Regions from separate parts of the Sus scrofa genome. Here region 1 is linked to region 2. The links are chromatin contacts, called in public HiChIP or PLAC-seq maps. All regions are on one chromosome and are shown on one strand. Each heading gives the region's core, a stretch centred on a gene start, on an enhancer-like site or on the middle of the called end of the contact. The rest is flanking DNA. Distances are from core to core; before and after follow the strand shown.

Evidence for each region. HiChIP or PLAC-seq counts read pairs in DNA pulled down with a chosen protein or histone mark.
Region 1: an H3K27ac HiChIP or PLAC-seq map of alveolar macrophages shows a contact between it and region 2. The contact joins the promoter of ATP5A1 here to the enhancer-like site in region 2. A contact is called at or near these places in 9 of 47 Hi-C or Micro-C datasets (embryonic fibroblasts, epiblast stem cells, fetal liver and 6 more) and 1 of 2 datasets of contacts at active chromatin or transcription factors (alveolar macrophages).

Annotation. Positions count from the first base shown.
Region 1 is chr1:95,748,858-95,752,274 of Sscrofa11.1, reverse strand. It overlaps ATP5A1 (ATP synthase, H+ transporting, mitochondrial F1 complex, alpha subunit 1, cardiac muscle), which reads left to right and starts at 1,440. Exons shown (of 12, transcript NM_001185142.1): 1 at 1,440-1,547; 2 at 3,374-3,417. The coding sequence starts at 1,488.
Region 2 is chr1:95,673,422-95,676,561 of Sscrofa11.1, reverse strand. All of the region lies in intron 2 of PSTPIP2 (proline-serine-threonine phosphatase-interacting protein 2), which reads left to right. Among named protein-coding and RNA genes, the nearest start is that of PSTPIP2, 53 kb to the left of the region's middle. Within about 2 kb of position 1,556, at least 1 of the 83 cell types and tissues checked has an H3K27ac peak or open chromatin away from gene starts, as enhancers often do. A contact at or near this core is called in alveolar macrophages, where this site is marked.

The sequences.
Region 1 (3,417 bases), core at 191-2,690, 76 kb before region 2:
CGCCAGACTTTAACCCACTGAGCAAGGCCAGGGATTGAGTCTGCAACCTCATGGTTCTTTATCAGATTCGTTAACCACTGAGCCACGATGGGAACTCCCCAAGTCTGTTTCTTTTGTATTTTCTCTCTGGAAATTGCAAGGAAGTGGTCTTAAAAGAAATAAATTAAATAAAAATAGGCACCCCCCCCCAAATCCTCGTAACTTTGTTTTTACAAACCAAAATTTTACCTATTCCTACTCCTAATATCCAGGAGGATTGTCCCAGCTCACCTTGAAAAGGAAGTAGACTATCAGAGAAAGAGGTATATTCTTTCTGTGACATATTTTGCAAATATATGGTCATATATATATTTGCAAATATGTTATAGGAGATGACCATTTTAACCCAGATATTCATATACCAGGATTTAGTGGATGAAGCTGAAAATCCTTCTTGGAATAGCTACAAGTGAAGGCAACGTTAATAGTCTCCACTAGCACAAAATACCCAATATTCACCACCAATTCTGTAGATATTACAAAAATCTCATTATCACAAAAAAAAAATCTGTGGGGGGACTAAAGCCCTGCCCTGATCTCATTGGCTAGGTAAAGTTATTTTCATCATTTCCATTTTACTTCAGATGAAAAAGTAGAGTCCCTACTTAGTCATAACCAGTTGCTGGTGGAAGAAAAATTGAGGCCTAGCCCAGTCTGGAGTGAAACTTGTGATTCTGGACCATTCTTCTCGGAATCAGCAACTACTCTATTCAAATTTGTGCTTGTTATAACTTTTAAACAGTTTGCTCTAATTCGAAGACATGATTCTTTTAGATCTAATATAAAAGAACTGCTATTATCCAACTTGAGCGCTTACTGGATCACCTAGAGTCGTGTGAGTGCTTTTCAAAACTTAAGATTGCCCCAAATTTTTGACTGGATCTGAGGTGTGGCCAGCGTTCTGTGGACCAATCCGTATTAATTCGCAAGGCATGAAACGGTACGCGGCCGACCTGCCCCGAGGGAGTAACTGTTGGCCGTAGCTGTATCACCAAGGTTCGATGCCGGTAGCCTCGATCTGCCACCATCAACCCCTCTGACGTCCAAGAAGGGGCGAGGTGATGCTCCCAGAGCAGCATAGTCTCGCTCCAGGGATAGGGCTTGGGAACTGCTTCTTAGCCTGTTCCGCAACCCCTGTGGTCGCCAAGACAACCACAAGGTCAACGCGTTAAGATCAAAGTAAATGTGTAAGCAATGCCTGCGCTGAAGCTGGCAAAGGTCTAATCAGTGATTTGCATGTTTAAATAAAAAAAACGAGACTTAAAAAACAGGAAGCCCCCTGCCCCCCGCCGCCTCTAGGCGGATTCGCGTCCGGGGTAAAAGCGAGGGGCGGTACTTCCGGGTCAGGTGGGCTGGCCGCCTTGACCTTCCTCGCCGCTCGGCCATTTTGTCCCAGTCAGTTCCAAGGCTGCGGCTGCAGAGGAGTCACCTGCGGAGGAGCTGCAAAGATGCTGTCAGTGCGCGTCGCTGCGGCTGTGGCCCGCGCCCTCCCTCGGCGGGCCGGGCTGGTGAGCGTCTGGGGCCAGCAGAAGGGAGGGGGGCCAGCTGCAGCGGGTGGTGGTGCGCGGGCTCGGGCGATCCTTTCTATGCGGAGGGTGAGGGGCTGTGGCGGACGGCGCCATCTTGCCCAGCTGGCTCTTCGGGTTGGTATAGGCGGGCGGCCGAGGGGCCCTCGTGCTCGCCCCGCGCGGGAGGGGGCAGAGTGTTGCAGGGGAAACAGTGACCTCCGTGCTGTGCTGTCCAGAGATGGCTCTTCAGGAGGATTGCCGTCTTCGTCTGAGAGCTTCTCGAGAGGAGCTTTGAATGAAGGTCAGGCCTGGGGCGCTAGCTCTCCGAGGCCTGCTCCTAAACGGCGGGGCTCGACCCGGGTAATTCTCCCAGACCTATTCGCGAAGGTCAGAGTACAGTTGTCAGCCCTGGTTGAAACGAGCTAAGGGGAACCTGACATTGTATGAAGGTCAGCAGGCCCCGGCATTTCGCCTCTGCCCCGTGCCCCGAGTCCGCTAGAAGAAAGCAGTAAATGTAGGTGGTTTTCTGAATATTTCAATAGGCGATCCCTTAGTGCTGTGTGCAGAAACCATTGTGAAAGCAAGGCAATGTTGCAAATATGCATTTCACGTTGCCGGTAGCTTGACAGCAGTGGAGCTGGTGGTGGAATTGTCTCGACTGACAGGAAGCTCTTCTTTTGTGGTGCTTTGCCATACTTTAAGATTTCGTCCTTGAAGATTCATTAGTAGTTGAGAACTCAAATTAAATAGCATAGAAACATAAGTTGGAAAATCGCTGTGAAAGGTCAGTGTCCTTCATGACTTCTATCCCATGAAGTTAAGGGCATAACCTTTAAAGCACTATGTAAACGCTAAGTATATTTTTTCATTTTAGGAGTAATCTCAGGAAGATGAAATAAATATATTGACCGTTTGAGTCCCCTAACACAACGACTGGTAGCATCTTGGATTTCTTTTAGAAAGAAAAAAGCATTTTTTAACGCTTTTCATCCAGGCCCTGTAGAAGGCAGTGTCTGCAGATTTGACATTGACCAACCGCTGCACTGCAACTTAAAGGAGAAGGAGGGTCCAGATTGGCGCAGGCTTTGTTGAAGGCAGATTTTTTTTTTTCTCTTAAAGCACACATGCTGTATCTCTTAGTTTCTGATCAAACTCTAATATTTAAAAGTTTTTTTTTTTTTGGAAGGTTAGTATAAGGAAATCTGTTGAGATGTGCCGTTTTTAGAAAGCAGCTTATCAAATTGAGAATTTCTACAACTCAATTGAAATTATGATATCTGGTCCTTTAAAAATAATGACAGCTGATCTTTTAAAAGGAATGGTACGTCCTTAGTTGTTATATTTTTTTAAAAATAAGTTTTTTTGGTAGCATACTTACAGTGTACTAGGAACCGGATAATAAATTTTCACATATATCAGAAGTTGCTTTCTCTTCTGTGGGATTAATATTTATAGCGATAATTTGATCAAACCAAGGCTGCTTTTAAGCTTGCTAGTTTATAAAAGCTTTTTTTTTTTTTTTTTGGTCTTTTTTTTGCTATTTCTTTGGCCGCTCCTGCGACATATGGAGGTTCCCAGGCTAGGGGCTGAATCAGAGCTGCAGCCACTGGCCTATGCCAGAGCCACAGCAACGCTGGATCCGAGCCGCGTCTGCAGCCTACACCACAGCTCACGGCAATGCCGGATCCTTAACCCACTGAGCAAGGCCAGGGATTGAACCCGCAACCTCATGGTTCCTAGTCGGAATCGTTAACCACCGCGCCACGATGGGAACTCCTATAAAAGCTTTTTTTAAAATCAGGTTTTTAAAACTATTCTTCCACTAGGTCTCCAAAAATGCTTTGGGATCGTCCTTTGTTGCTGCAAGAAA
Region 2 (3,140 bases), core at 307-2,806:
TACATATATACATATATATATATAAACAGAAAATAGCTTTAACATCTTTTTTTTTGTTTTTGCCATGACATGCAAAGGCTTGTTGTGGGATTGCAGTTCCTAGACAAGGGGTTGAACCTGGGCTGCAACAATGAAGGCACTGAATCCTAACCACTAAACCATTAGGGAACACCCCTTAACATCTTTTTATGTGTAAAAATATTAAATATTTACTGTAGAGCATCATAATTTTTATAGATACAGTGAACAGAGATTCTGAAAGTAGAAATAGTTTCTAGGGAGTTAAAGTGCATTCTTTCTTAGAACTAGAGTCAGTTTCAGGTGTGTTTCATTTTACATTATCTGGAGTTGGCAAAAGCTTTAGAAATGGAATCTTAGAGTACAGGCCCAAGGAAAAACAGGATTCTTGCTCCAATTGTGGTAGGGAGGAGAAGGCAGTGTGTAAGACTGGAAGGGCATGAAGAATGATTCACTCTCATGGTGTCTGAGAAAATAGAGTTGCCCACCATATAAGGAGCAAGGTGAACCCTAATGACACAAGAGCCGTGCAAAAGTATCTCAGCCAAAAAAAAAAAAAAAAAAAAAAAAAAAAGAGAGGAAGACAGAAAGTCAAAACAGGCAGAAGAGGAGTTTCCATTGTGGCTCTGAGGTAATGAACCCAAATAGGATCCATGAGGATACAGGTTCGATCCCTAGCCTTGATCAGTAGGTTAAGGATCTGGTGTGGCCGTGAGCTGTGGTGTAGGTCACAGACGCGGCTTGTATCTGGTGTTGCTGTGGCTGTGGTATAGGCTGGCAGCTGTAGCTCCGATTGGACCCCTAGCCTGGGAACTTCCATATGCTGCACCTGTGGTCCTAAAAAGCAAGAAAAAAAAGTTATCAAAGAAATAATCCAGGAAAAATTTAATGAAATGGAGAAGAACTAAACATATCTGAAGGGCACATGCTATAAAACCAGGAACCATTGATACACAGTAATCAGTATTGATTATGATTACATAAGAATCAACATTAACATACATCCTGGTTAAATTATTGAATTAAAGAAAGAATACTTCAAATGTCTAGGAAGGAAAAAAACCAAGTTTTCCAAACAGGAATGAGCAGCGGGGAATCAGGAGGGCCTCAGGCATCGCTTCTCTTCAAAGGCAGAAACCGATGGAACAAGTTTGGCAGAGTTCAGTGAGGGAAGGTTTAAGAACATTTATTATACCAGTGAGGTTGTCGTTCAGATATAAAGGCCACAGGTATATGGTCTCAAGTATGAAAGAACTCAGGACAGACTGGTACCCTCCCTTCCCTTGAGCCATTTTGGCAAAAGATCTCAAAGTGATGAAATTTAGTCAAGCAAGAAATGAACCAAAATACAAATCTTTGGGATGGAAAAGCTAGGGTCACAGGACTGGTGGTGAACATCCCATCAATTTTAATAAAAAGTTAAGGCTAAACCACTGGGGGACTTGTGATTGGAGAAAAGCATGTGTTGTAGACACAAATGAAGTAAAAAATAGTGTAAACAACATTGAGGAAGAGGTGGGAGTGCAATAGTGCTGTCTCACCCTTTCACAGAGTGCTGTCAGACTTCTGAAACTGGTCATGAAAATGTTTTAATTTCTTAATCACCTCACTTATTTTCGTAAAATCTTTTTAGATTTAGAAGGCTCTTTTGGGAATTAATATTTCCTGTGATAAAGAAACAATTATTGGAAATTCAGCAATTCCTTTGGCTTCACTTTGGTTTCCTTTTCTGTGAAATTTAAATAAAATCAGGCTTAATGTTTATTTTTATTTAATTCATTTATTCACTTTTAAATGTGAGAATGATTTCTATTTATTTATTTATTTGGCAGCTCCCTTGGCACGACAGACGTTCCTAGGCCAGGGATGGAACACAAGCCACAGCAGTGACAATGACAATTCCTTAACCACTAGGCCACCAGTGAACTCCACCTTATTCTTAAATAGTTTGTTGAATAGGGCCTCATTTTTAAAAAATTACTCATGCCTGTCTGACTGTCTATCCATCTTGTCTGTATATCTGCATAAAGAAATGTCCATTACAATCATCACCAGATGGTTTTTTTTGTTTGTTTTTTTTTTTTTTTTTTGCTTTTTAGGGTCACACCCACGACACATGGGTGTTCCCAGGCTCGGGGTTGAATTGGAGCTGTAGCCACTGGCCTACACCACAGTCACAGCAATGCCAGATCTGAGCCACATCTGTGATCTACACCACAGCTCACGGCAATGCTGGATCCTTAACCCACTGAGGGAGGCCAGGGATCAAACCTGCATCCTCCTGGATGCTACTCAGATTCATTTCCACTGAGCCACAGCAGGAACTCCACCAGATGTTAATACTAATTATTTTTAGCTGGTGGAATTTTGGACACTTTGTTTCTTTCTTTTTTGTATTTTTCTTTTTGCTTATTTTTTTTGAATAATGAGCATGTATCATTTAAATAAAATGAATAAGGTCGTTATTTAGAAAAGACAAATGAGAGTGGGAGAAACTTTATAACATGTAAGGTAAATATTAATATTCATAATATATAAAGAACTTCTATGAAATAATAGGAAAAAGAACACTCAGTTAAAAATTGGGGGAGTTCCCGTCATGGCTCAGTGGTTAATGAATCCGACTAGGAACCATGAGGTTGCGGGTTCGATCCCTGGCCTTGATCAGTGGGTTAAGGATCTGGCGTTGCTGTGAGATGTGGTGTAGGCCAAAGACATGGCTCAAATCCTGCGTTGCTGCAGCTCTGGTGTAGGCCAGGCAGCTATAGCTCCGATTCGACCCCTAGGCTGGAAACCTCCATATGCCATGGGAGCAGCCCAAGAAATGGCAAAAAAAAAAAAAAAAAAAAGGACAAAAAAAATTGGGATGATATGAATATGTAACTCATAGAAGATGTACAAATATCCAATAAATATATAAAATGTATAATCACACTAGAAATTAAGGAAAAGCAAATTAAAATGAGGGATTTAAAAAAAAAATCTTTATCACCAGACTGGTAACAATTAAAAAGGACTAGTGAAATTCCCTGGTGGCCTAGTGGGTTAAGAATCTGACATTGTCACTAGTGTGGCTTGGGTCACTGCTATGGCTCGGGTTTGATCCCTGGCCTGGAGATTCC